3 separate regions of the Mus musculus genome follow, and regions 2 and 3 are each linked to region 1. A link is a contact called in public Micro-C and promoter capture Hi-C data. All regions are on one chromosome and are shown on one strand. The core of a region is the stretch at or near the end of the contact, and the rest is flanking DNA. Distances in the headings are between cores, read along the strand shown.

What was found. Promoter capture Hi-C pulls out the DNA fragments that hold promoters and counts their contacts. A called contact is a pair of places that touch in the nucleus more often than the background predicts.
Region 2: a Micro-C map of granulosa cells shows a contact between it and region 1, with 2.1 times the contacts expected there. The contact joins the enhancer-like site here to the promoter of Znrf1 in region 1. A contact is called at or near these places in 6 of 39 promoter capture datasets (the 3T3-L1 cell line, frontonasal cranial neural crest, hematopoietic stem and progenitor cells and 2 more), 2 of 484 Hi-C or Micro-C datasets (granulosa cells and uterus), 4 of 115 datasets of contacts at active chromatin or transcription factors (CD8 T cells, the SCID.adh cell line and embryonic stem cells) and 2 of 9 other capture datasets (adipose tissue and pancreatic islet).
Region 3: a contact with region 1 is called in a promoter capture Hi-C map of liver, with 2.0 times the contacts expected there. The contact joins the enhancer-like site here to the promoter of Znrf1 in region 1. A contact is called at or near these places in 4 of 39 promoter capture datasets (the C10 cell line, frontonasal cranial neural crest and liver), 5 of 115 datasets of contacts at active chromatin or transcription factors (the SCID.adh cell line, embryonic fibroblasts and embryonic stem cells) and 3 of 9 other capture datasets (adipose tissue, liver and pancreatic islet).

What each region holds. Positions count from the first base shown.
Region 1 is chr8:111,534,431-111,538,249 of GRCm38.p6, reverse strand. It overlaps Znrf1 (zinc and ring finger 1), which reads right to left and starts at 1,610. Exons shown (of 4, transcript NM_133206.4): 1 at 686-1,610. The coding sequence starts at 1,109.
Region 2 is chr8:111,482,332-111,486,150 of GRCm38.p6, reverse strand. It overlaps Wdr59 (WD repeat domain 59), which reads left to right. Exons shown (of 26, transcript NM_001170742.1): 12 at 681-813; 13 at 937-1,061. Among named protein-coding and RNA genes, the nearest start is that of Wdr59, 38 kb to the left of the region's middle. Within about 2 kb of position 1,885, at least 8 of the 459 cell types and tissues checked have an H3K27ac peak or open chromatin away from gene starts, as enhancers often do. A contact at or near this core is called in granulosa cells, where this site is marked.
Region 3 is chr8:111,500,099-111,503,917 of GRCm38.p6, reverse strand. It overlaps Wdr59 (WD repeat domain 59), which reads left to right. Exons shown (of 26, transcript NM_001170742.1): 4 at 1,351-1,436; 5 at 2,801-2,881. Among named protein-coding and RNA genes, the nearest start is that of Wdr59, 20 kb to the left of the region's middle. Within about 2 kb of position 2,032, at least 7 of the 459 cell types and tissues checked have an H3K27ac peak or open chromatin away from gene starts, as enhancers often do. A contact at or near this core is called in liver, where this site is marked.

The DNA of each region.
Region 1 (3,819 bases), core at 361-2,860:
AGATGCACAATCACGGGAAGAACAAGCACTTATCGTGGAGCAGGGGAAAAAAGATGGAGGGATGTGAGAATCCCTGAGCCAAATCTACTGCATGCAGACCAGAATCCTGGTCCTGCAAACCCAAAGACGGAGGCTTTCCACATAGCAGACCACACCTGTCTAAGCCAGCCTCCTGTTCCATTTTAAACAATTGATACAGCAAACCAGTCGGGTGGAAAAACAAACCACCTCCCTTTCCTAGCGAGAATAAGAACCCTAATCCAAGAATCACTCGCCCCTAGTTTTATTTCTTTTCTCACTCTTTGTTTAGGAGACACTACCTCCTTAACCAGAAAGGTAGGTACCATGCTGCAGCGGCAGAAATGAAGAGTCTCAGACAAGAAGACCTTTGAGGATCATGACGCTAATAAATGCGACCTCAATAGGCAGGTTTCACTCAGCCATCCACAAGTGAACACATGCCTGCAGTCCTAAGGTACCCGGCTCCACACGCCTAGTAGGCAGCTTTCCCCCTAGGCAGTAGTTATCTTATTTGATCCTATTCATCCTCTGACATGGAAGGAACCAGGGGAAGGGCAGGAGTTAGCTTCATACCCATACCTTAGCACATTAAGAGGTTTCGGGCGCCCCGGCGCGCCCTCCCTTGCACTCCACCCTTCAAGGCCTCCGTCACCCGCGGACTCACCACTGTGCGAGCTGAACCACCTGGGTGCGATGTGCAGAGGTAGAGCATCCGCCAGCGAGGCTCGGGAGCCCAGGTACAGCATCCCGTCTCTATGGTGACCGCCGCCGGTCTCTTGGTAACCATTGCCGTGGGCATAGGTGGAGTCCGACGTGGACCCTCCGCCGCCCGGCGCCCTCTCGGAGTCGCCGGTCCCGCGGGAGGCGGGGGTGTAGAGACTAAAGGGCACCCCTCCGGCCGTGCTGGGGTCCATGCCCATGCCCGCCACCGAGCTGACCGAGCGGCTGCGCAGCCCCATCGCCCCGCCGCCCGTCCGGTAGTGCCCAAAGTGGGGCGCCCCTCCCGGCGGCGGCACGGCGCTGTCATCCGTAGAGACCCCCGGGAAGGGGCCCCGAGAGCGGGCCGCCGTGCTCTGCTTGCCCCCCATGTTCGCCGGGGCCCCGGTGGGGCGGGAACGTGGAGGCTGAAACCCTCCCCCACTACTCAGAAGCGGGTGGAGGTCTGGGCGAACATAAAGGCGGAGGGTTGGGGTTGGGGAGAGTCACAAAAGAGCCCCGAGGGGAGAAAAATGAAAAAAGGTGAGGGGGGGAATCCTCAAAAAAAATCCGCGGGGTGGAAAAAGCAAGCGAGCGGGGACCCCAAACTAAGAATTTCAAACTGTCCAAGCCGAATGCATGTTCCCCTTAAGGTCCGAAGAAGCGCGGTCCAGAGCCGGCGCCTCGCGCCACAGGCCGCCCCCGGGCTCCGGAGCCTAAGGAGCCGCAGCGAAGGGAGGGAGGAGCCGGAGGAGGCCGCTCGCCCGCAGCAGGAAGCGGCGGAGGCTCCGGGCGCCGCGCCGTTCGCGTCCCCCGTCTCAGGACTCCTCAGCCCGCGCCGGCGGCCCTCACTCCTCCAGGCTTCGGGAGGGCTCGCGGCGGTGGGGCAGCCAGGCGGAGCTCTGGAAGCCGCGGTCGCGTGGCGTCGCGCTCCGGCTCCAGCCGCCGCCGGCCCCGCCAGCCAGCCGCACCGCCCCGCTCCGTCCCGGGCTGCGCTCGCCGGCGCTCCTCGCCGCCGTGGAGACAATGGAGGGCGGCAGAGCGCACGCGCGGCCCGCGCCCCCTCCCTCCTCCCGCACCCCCCCCCCCGCCGGGTTAACCCCTTCGCGGCCCCTGCGGCGCAGCAGCGAGCTGCGGCCTTGGAGGTCCCCACCCACCTACCGCCTGCGCCCCGGGCGGTCCAGGGACAGGACGTCTCCAGCCGCCGGGCGTCTGCGACAGAGGTCAGACTTCCTCTGGATCACAGCTCTGCTGGAGTCGCGGCGAAAGTCGAATCAATGTCTTCAAAACGAGACCCTGAGTGGGGGGAGGGGTAACGACGGTTTTAGCGGGTAGGAAGGAAACACCGAGAAGAAAGAAAAACCAACTAATAAAGCCTACCTGGGTTTGAAGGGTCACTGGGGGAGCTCCCCTCCCGCCACAGACCTGCCCTCACAGCACCCTCTGGTGGATATGCTGTCCATTCGTTTGGAGGTTCTCCATCCAAGGACCCCAGCCAACCTTAGGAAGTTTAGCATGGGGGGCGGGGGGGGGGGGGGAGGAGGGAATCAGCTTGGACCCAAACACATTTGGGATTAGCTGTTAGGAGATACAACAGTGCCCCAGTGGCGCCTAGACTTTGCTGTCGTTAGATCAGAACCAACTATTTGGGTCTGAATCGATTCCTTAGGCTAGAATATAATCCTCAAAATCAATAGGTGGATTAAAAAAAAAAAAAAAGTAAGAACCATGCAGCGGGAAAGCTGTTTTAGAAACTCCTTGCCCAAGGCCGATTGCTGTTTTGTTTATCATGTATTTTGACATAGAGCCATATTTTGACATAGAGCCACAAGGCAAGGGCACAGTACTCAATAAATATTTGTTGACCAAATTGCATTTTGCAACAGAGACTCACCTTGCCAGGTCAGTCCCAGTCTTTCTCATATTTTCACTTTGCTTATTCTTTGAGCAAATAATTTTTCAAGTGCTCAGCTCTGAGCACCGTAAGCATCACCCAGTCACTAACCTGACCTTCTCTTGTCACTCTGTCAAGTGGGCTCCGTGCTTCCGAAAATGGAATTGGAGGGAGATTTAAAGGGGCTAATAGACTTGTCTCTTCCAGTGTGACTAGCCTGGAAGGCCACAGAAAGATGGTTGTTTGCAAGCACAGAGTGCTGGGGGTGAGCTAAAAGCTTCGAACAAGCTGGGCAGTGGTGGCCTATGCCTTTAATCCCAGCACTTGGGAGGCAGAGACAGGAGGATTTCTGAGTTCGAGGCCAGCCTGGTCTACAGAGTGAGTTCCAGGACAGCCAAGGCTATACAGAGAAACCCTGTCTCGAAAAAAAAAAGAAAAGAAAAGAAAAGAAAAAGAAAAGCCAATGCAAAAATTTTCATGGCTGTGGTGCTCACCTTAATCCCACCACTCGAGAGGTAGAGGCAGGACAATCTCTGAATTCCATGCCAGCCTGGTCTACAAACCAAGTTCCAGTACAGCTAAGGCCACACAGAAACTCTGTTACAAAAAACCAAATTGCGTGTGTGTATCTAGGGGCTGGAGAGTTGGCACAGGGGTTAAGAGCGTTTGTTCTTAGAGAGGCCCCAGGTTCATCCCAAGCACCTATGTGGTGATTCACAGCCATCCATAACCCCAGAGGCATGATACATGCATACATACAGTCATTCATATATAAAAAAAAATTAGTAGCCGGGCATGGTGGCACATGCCTTTAATCCCAGCACTTGGGAGCCAGAGGCAGGCGGATTTTTGAGTTCCAGACCAGCCTGGTCTACAAAGTGAGTTCCAGGACAGCCAGGGCTATACAAAGAAACCCTGTCTTGAAAAAAAAATTAGTAAATAAAATTTTATAAAAATAAACGTAAGGGTTGGTGAGATGGCTCAGTGGGTAAGAGCACCCGATTGCTCTTCCGAAGATCCAGAGTTCAAATCCTAGCAACCACGTGGTGGCTCACAACCATCTGTAACGAGATCTGACGCTCTCTTCTGGTGTGTCTGAAGACAGCTACAGTGTACTTACATGTAATAAATAAATCTTTAAAAAAAATAAAACAAACACACTGAGATAATATCCAGAATATTATCTGTGTCTAAATCAGGAATGTGTG
Region 2 (3,819 bases), core at 636-3,135, 52 kb after region 1:
GACAATATGATAATAGAGTCAATTATCCTTTTTATTTAACCAAGGAATTTTGGTGATGGGTAAAACCTATTTGAGGGTACAAGTTCTTCTTCTTCTTCTTTTTTTTTAAAAGATTTATTTATTATATATGTATATATTTTTGTTTTTTTGGTTTTTTTTTTTTTTGGTTTTTCGAGACAGGGTTTCTCTGTATAGCTCTGGCTGTCCTGGAACTCACTTTGTAGACCAGGCTGGCCTCGAACTCAGAAATCTGCCTGCCTCTGCCTCCGAGTGCTGGGATTATATTTATTATATGTAAATACACTGTCTTCAGACACTCCAGAAGAGGGCATCAGATCTCATTACAGATGGTTGTGAGCCACCATGTGGTTGCTGGGATTTGAACTCAGGACCTTCAGAAGAACAGTCCGTGCTCTTAACCACTAAGCCATCTCCCCAGCTCGAGGATGCCAGTTCTTGACTACTCTCTGTCCTTTATGATTCCCATTTTAAAGAAAGAACTCTTGAGTCAGACACAGTGACCATTTCTCTTACATCTCTAGCCCTACATCTTTATCCTTATGTTTTGGTTTTTTGGTTTTTGGTGTTGCTGTCAATCAAACGCAGGGTTTTGGGCACACTAGGAAAACACTTCAGCATTGACGCCTACTCTGCACACCACCCTTTGCCCTTGCTTTCAGCTCTGTGCCAATGACATACTGGATGGTGTTGATGAGTTCATTGAGAGCATCTCTCTCCTGCCGGAACCAGAGAAGACCCCACATCCTCAAGACATAGATCACCAGCCCAGCTTAAGCCATGGAGAGGAAGATGGTAATGTAACTGATGTCCTAGGGGAGGGACCCCACTCTGCGTTCCAGAGTTACATAGCAGAGACCCCAGAACTGACTAAAACATTTCTAAAACATTTCCAATATTGCCTGTTTCTCCTGGTAGCCATAAAGGAAGACCCTCCCAGCAGTTTGCTGGAAGAGAAGAGATCAGACCAACTAGGCCTCCCCCAGACTCTGCAACAGGAGTTCTCCTTGATCAACGTGCAGATCCGGAATGTCAATGTGGAGGTAAGGCAGAGTTATACACTGAGTCTCTGTCAGAGTCTCTGTCAGAGCTGCCCAACACAGGCACTGAGAACTCTGGCCCTGTGGAAGAACAAGAAGCACACTTAACTGCTGAGCCATCTCTCTAGCTCCAGTCTTCATTTTTAACTCACACGTTTCTGTAGAAATAGAAGTTTTAAAAACATAGACATTTTTTGAAGCTCATGTACCATAGCATCTCCGTAGCACCCAGAATTCTATCCCCTTATTTTATGATATTGGCTCAAGGAAGGCCTGCTGATTGTCAGGAATACGGGGCAGGCTAATGGCAGAGCTGAGTTTGGAGCTGCAGCTCCTGTCTCTCCATGCTATTATACTGTGCTCTTCCATCTCCCCTTTGTGAGCTAGTTTCCTCTTCTGTAAATTCAGAGTGAGAAGATGACCAAAGCCTCTTGTTCACTTAGTACTTGGAGCAGACCTGGATCAGCAGGTTGTTCTTCAGTGACAGAATCTAAGGAGAGTGAGGCCAGAAGATGAGACAATAAAGAAAACGTTAACCTGGGATCAGGAGGTCTTGCACAAGCTATGTCTTAGGCTAAGCAAACTTACTAAGAAATACAGCATCTCACATATACAGTTTCCAGGGGAGACATGGGATGAAGTCAGTAGAAACTGGCTGTCACACAATGGGACAAAGTCCACAAGATGCTAATCAAGCTGCTGTGTTGCACGAAGGGAGCCTGGTCTGCAATGTACTTGTGATACCCCATGCTCAGCACAGCGGCCTTGGGACTGATAACTCCAGTCTCTTCAAGGGGAAAAGCCAAGTACCCAGGAACCAAAACCTTAACTTGTTTGATGCCCAGACCGCAGCCCCAGACTAAACCTTGCCAAGTCTGCTCCTGAGCAAGGACATAACATAAAACTTGGTTCTTTTTGTTGTTTCAGCGGGGCCTCTGAAAGCCTTGGATTGGCCTGGCTCTCAATGTGGAACAGTGTGTGTGTGTGTGTCTGTGTCTGTGTCTGTGTGTGTGTGTAGACTTCAAGAATCTTTGTTTCAGAGACCTGAGTATCACTCCAAGAAGGGCTTTGGGAGCTCAGGTATTCACAATAGGAATGTGTACTACAGTGCTGTGATTTGTTTAGTCTTTAAAGCTGTTTTGTAATGCAGAGTTATCACGCTTCACAGATGAAGAAATTGAGACACAAGGTACAAAATGACTTCAAAGGCCAGCAGCTGTTTGGTGGGAAGACATAATATTTGAATATTTAAATGTAGTTGAATAGTTGAGGTTTTTAGGTTTAGCTCTCTTCACTAACTTGACTTCAGTTGCTTTTTCTAGTTGGCCACAATGGAAATCAACAGACCTAAAGGCTACTTTAATGGCTTCTCTGTATCAGCTTAGCCTGCACTGCTGTTGTCCCAGTTGAGAGCAGTGGTGATCTGGTGAGAGCAGTGGTGGTCTACTGAGAACAGTGGTGGTCTACTGAGAGCAGTGGTGGTCTACTGAGAGCAGTGGTGGTCTGCTGAGAACAGTGGTGGTCTGCTGAGAACAATGGTGGTCAGCCTTCAGAAAGGCCTTGATTGGGGAGTTGTGCAGCTTCCACCATTGCCTAATTCCAGAACAAAAGACAAAACAGAATTCAACAAAGAAACCTCTGTGTCTTAGTTAGGATTTCTATTGCTGTGAAGAGATCCTGCAACCATGCCAACTCTTATAAAGGACAATATTTAATTGGGGCTGGTTTGTAGTCCAGAGGTTTAGTCCATTACTGTCATGGTGGGAAGTGTGCAGGCAGACATGGTGCTGGAGAAGATGCTAAGAGTTCTGCATCCTGATTTGCAGGCAGCTGGGAGAGAACTGATTTGAACTTCTGACACACTTCCTCCAACAAGGCCACAGATCCTAAGAGTACAACTCTCTATGAGCCAAGCATTCAAATACAGGAATCTATGGGGACCACACCTATTCAAACCACCACACTGTAACCAGCAAGTGTGGTAGCACACTTCTGTAGTCTCAACACTCAGGGACGTTCATGAGTTCAAGGTCAGCCTTAGCTCTATATCAAATTCCAGACTAGCCTGGAGTACATAGTGAGACCTGTCTCAAAAAAAATTTAAAAACTCCTTTATGCAACTATAGAGATGGATCAGAAATTAGGAGTACTAGCCACTCTCTCAGAGGACCCAAGTTAGGTTCCCAGCACTCACATGGCAGCTCATAACTGTAACTCTAATTCAGGGGACCTGAGTCCCTCCCCAAGCCTTTGTGGGTACTACAAGCATGTGGCACACATGCATACAGATAGAAAGTCTTTTAAAAGAACATCTATACCTGTTATCAGTTACTCTCCATTGCCCCTGCTCCTACCCATCCCACACCCCATTGCCCCTGGCCCCACAGTCACTATTTTATTTTCTGCTATCCATTCTCTCAGGAGTTTTTAAGTTGACTCGGGTTATGTCTTTCAACTTCTTGCTTTATTTATTTTTTTTCATCACAAATTAAGTATACAAGTTTTAGTCAGCATTGCAACTTTGAGATGCTTTTTTTTTTTAAAGATAAAAATATTTTGCGTTTGGGGCTGAAGCGATAGCTCTCTGGTTAAGAGCACCTGCTGTTCTTCCAGAGGGTCTAGGTTCCATTCCAGCACCCACATGATGGATCACAACCTCTATAACTCAGTTTCAGGGAATCCAATGCCCTCTTCTGCCCTCCAAAGGCACCAGACATATGAGCAGTATACAGACATACCTATACACATAAAATTAAAAAAT
Region 3 (3,819 bases), core at 783-3,282, 35 kb after region 1:
AGAAGCAAGTGGATGCCTTCATTTCTGTGTGTAGTGAGTTACCTTCCTTAGCGACAGTGTAACTAGCCAGGGATTGCATGGCAGATGACTTAAATATACTCCAAGGAGGAGGAATGGGAGCTGGTCTGAGCTGGCCTTCTTTGCCTTCAGAGGGGTCAAACACCTCATCCATCGGCAGCTAGAAGAGATGCTTCAGCAGTTAAGAGCAAGTACTGCCCTTTCAGAGGACTTGAGTTCAGTGCTTAACACCCACCTTGGGGGCTCACAGGGGACCTCTGGCCTCTTCTGGCTGGCGTGGGTTCCTGTACTCACATGCACATCCCCCTTCCCCACAGACAGATGATTAAAAAGAGAGAAATTAAAGCAAAAATGTCTCATTCTTTCCAAGGATGGGATTCCTTCCTAATTGGAGTTCATTGGCTTGGTTAACCTCTGCAGGTTTTGAGTGCCTATTTGTAAATTCCCCAGGATTATACCTAGCTTTGTTTTGTTTTCTGAGAAACTTACCACTCTCCAAAAAGATTTTGGGTCATGTCATCTCTGGCACCTTTCTCTCGATCCTTTGCCTCCATTCTTTTCTCTAGAACAGTGGCTTTCAACTGCCTGATGCTGCGCCCCTTTAACATAGTTCCTCATTGTTGTGGTGACCCCCAACCATAAAATTATTTTTGCTGCTATTTCATAGCTATAGTTTTGCTACTCTTATGAACCACAACGTAAATATCTAATATGCAGAAGTCAACCCCTGTGAAAGGGTTATTTGACCCTCAAAGGGGTCATAACCCACAGGTTGATAACCACTCCCCCAGAGCAACTGTAGATTTCTGTGCCTGACCCCTTATGATTACTATTGTGTGTGTGTGTCATGTGGATATGTGTTCCTGCTCATGTGTGCACGTGCGTATGTGTGTATCTGTGTGCACGTGTTTGCATGTGTGCATACATGTATGTAGAGGCCAGAAGTCATTGTGGGATGTCTTTCTTGACCATTCTCCACCATATTTTTTTGAGACAGGATCTCTTACTGAACCTGGAGTTCACTAATTTGCTGGGTGGCTCAGCTGGGTGGCCAGTAACCCCCAGAGTTTCTCCTCTCTCCACGTCCCCAGTGCAGAAATTCTGTTCCCAGCTTTTCATATGGATGCTGGGCATCAGACTCAGGCTCTCATGCTCTCTGACTAAGCTGTGTTCCAGTACTTAATGGACTGGTTTTTTAAAAGCTGAACCCAGAGAATCTGCCATAAAGTCAGCTTCTGTACCTCACCTCCTTTACCTTAGGCAGTTAGGAGAGCTAACACCCCAGGTATGTGCCGAGCCACTCACTGTCTTCTCGTCCTTGCTTCCTCTCAGAGTAATCAACGGGTCGACCTTTATAAGTGGAAAGATGGCAGCGGGGAAGTTGGTACAACTTTACAGGGGCACACTCGAGTTATCAGGTAGGCATTGCCCCTGGGCAGCTCCTTGGCCTGTCTCACTTCGTCACAGTCCTTTGATGAATGAAAGGAAGACGCCAGCCTCTTCACATGCTTGACCTGCTGTATCGCCTTTGCCCTGAGTAGCCAGCAGGGCTCAGACTTCCAGGCAAAGTGCCTACAGATAACGGAGAGCACAGCCACTTAAAATTTAGGAAGCATAACTTGGCTACAGCCTAGACCAAAGTACAGGTCAGGGCTGAGTTTTACTGCAGGAAGGAGTTGTTGCTATGAAACAGTCTCCCTATTTGGTGTCCGTAGTGGCCAGCATGCCAAGACACCCCGGCAGCAGCCATGGGTGGAGCCTCGGGGGGCTCCTGTTTCAGAGCTGCCTCCACGAGGGGCTTGCTTTCCAGAGCTCCCTGATCCTCTTTTCTACAAGGTTGCTATTTCCTTTTCCTGGAGAGTACTAGCAGGGAGTGTGGGGCTGGGGGAGATGACCTGGAAATGATAGGAAAAGTTAGTCATCTGACCTGGAAGTGATAGGAAAGGTGAGATACACAATGTGTGTACACAGTGTCTGAGGATTGCTGCCTTTCCTAGGACTGAGGGTAACAGGCAGGAAGGAACAGTTTTGTCACTGCTTAAGACGGTTTACCCAAGGCTCCCGTGGTTGATAACTCAGAGATCACACTATGCTTCCTCCTTGTTTTGTCTGTTTATTCAGAGAGAGGGGAGAAGGAGAGAGTAGGGCGAGGAAGAGTGGGAGTTGTTAGGGGAGGGGGGAGCTTATGTTTTGTCTGCTGTTGTTTTTAAGTCTTAAGGGCAATTTAATAGAGTTGCAAAGAAAAGCTCCAGGGTTAGGTTAGCCACAGTCTCATAGCCGCCCGGAGGAGGAAGGTGGAGAAGAGGAAAAGGCCAGGCAGTTTGGGTCAAACCTGCGTACATGGGTCAGCCATGTTTGTGGGGAGGGGAACTTTAGAGAAAGCATGCTTACAAAGAGATAGAAAAAAAAAAGAAAAGGAAGCTGTGCTTTTTTGGATCAGGACTCAGAAAAAGGGCAGGATGGCCAGGAGCTTGCTGCAGCATCCTCCTGCTGTGGCCCGCGGCGTCTGCAGCATCCACCTCAGTGCATGTTGTGAGGTGAATGCCCCATGTCTTTTCAAGAGTAGACAGGATTATGGCCAGCAGTTCTAGGGAGACGGACCTGAGTTTCCTTCCCAGCTCGGTTAACTCTTGTTCTTTCGCACAGAGCTTTAGTGCCTTGCCCTGAGCCGTGTTAGGAGGCATACTGTGAAGACATGAAACCATTAGAAACGGAATTTGTTAATGCTTTTGAATATGACATTGATGTTCTGTCTTTCTGTTGTTCTGTTTGTCTCTGTCAGCGACTTGGACTGGGCAGTGTTTGAGCCAGATCTCCTGGTCACCAGCTCTGTGGACACCTACATCTACATCTGGGATATCAAGTAAGAACAATGAGAGGCCATGGCCTTTTGGTGGACCGCTGAGAACTTTGTTAGAGCTTAAGTGTCTTAGTTTGGTTCCCATGGATGCAGATCCTAGACCAGGCTGTGAGAGCAGGTATAGTAAGAGGTAAGAGAAGAGCTGCCAGGGATAAAGAAGACAGGCAGTTATGGATGGCCACGAGGAAACTCCTTCCTCAGCTGTGACCTGAGGAGGGCCTGGGGGGTAGGGGACTGCAGTCAGAGCTGATGGCTGCCCCCAGAAGTGTGAATGCCTCGACTCTTTAGGCTTGCCAGGGTTCTGGAAAGCAGTCTTCAGAGACCAGACAAATCCCTTTGGCAAAGCAGCACAGATGCTGGCATTTGCGAGTTGAGCTGGTCTGCAGAGGGGGCAAGTGATGAGTTGCTAAGACATCTGCTTAGCTCTTATGGCTCTGTGAGGCGTCTGTTCTCCGTCTGTCTGGGGTGAGGCGGGGTAGGGAAGCTAATGGCCTCATCATATGGTTGCACCTCATGAGGTAAAGTCAAAGGAGCCCCCGGCCTGAGGCCTGCCGTGTCCAGGAGCAGCTCTTTTGCTGATGGTCAGAGCTGGTCATTCCCAGTGGGCCATCAGTGTATTGGAGGTCCCGTGGCTGCCAGGTCACTGTCTCCCACGTGGCAGGGACTTTCATTGTTTTACCCCACCAGCAGGGAGTGTAGACAGGTGACAAGCCAGAGATGGAGGGGGACAGACTGTTCAAACCAGCAACAGTGGTCTGAGGCAATAAGGTGTGTGTCTCTAACCTGACCAAATATGGCCCCCTTACCTGCAGACCAGCTCTTAAGTCTGTGGGTCTCAGGACAACACCTGAGGAGAATCATGGCATTCTGAAGTAGTAGAGGGGAGCCTTCAGCAATTGGAGAGTCCTCAGGGAGCCAAGCAAGGGCTAGGACTGGGGAGT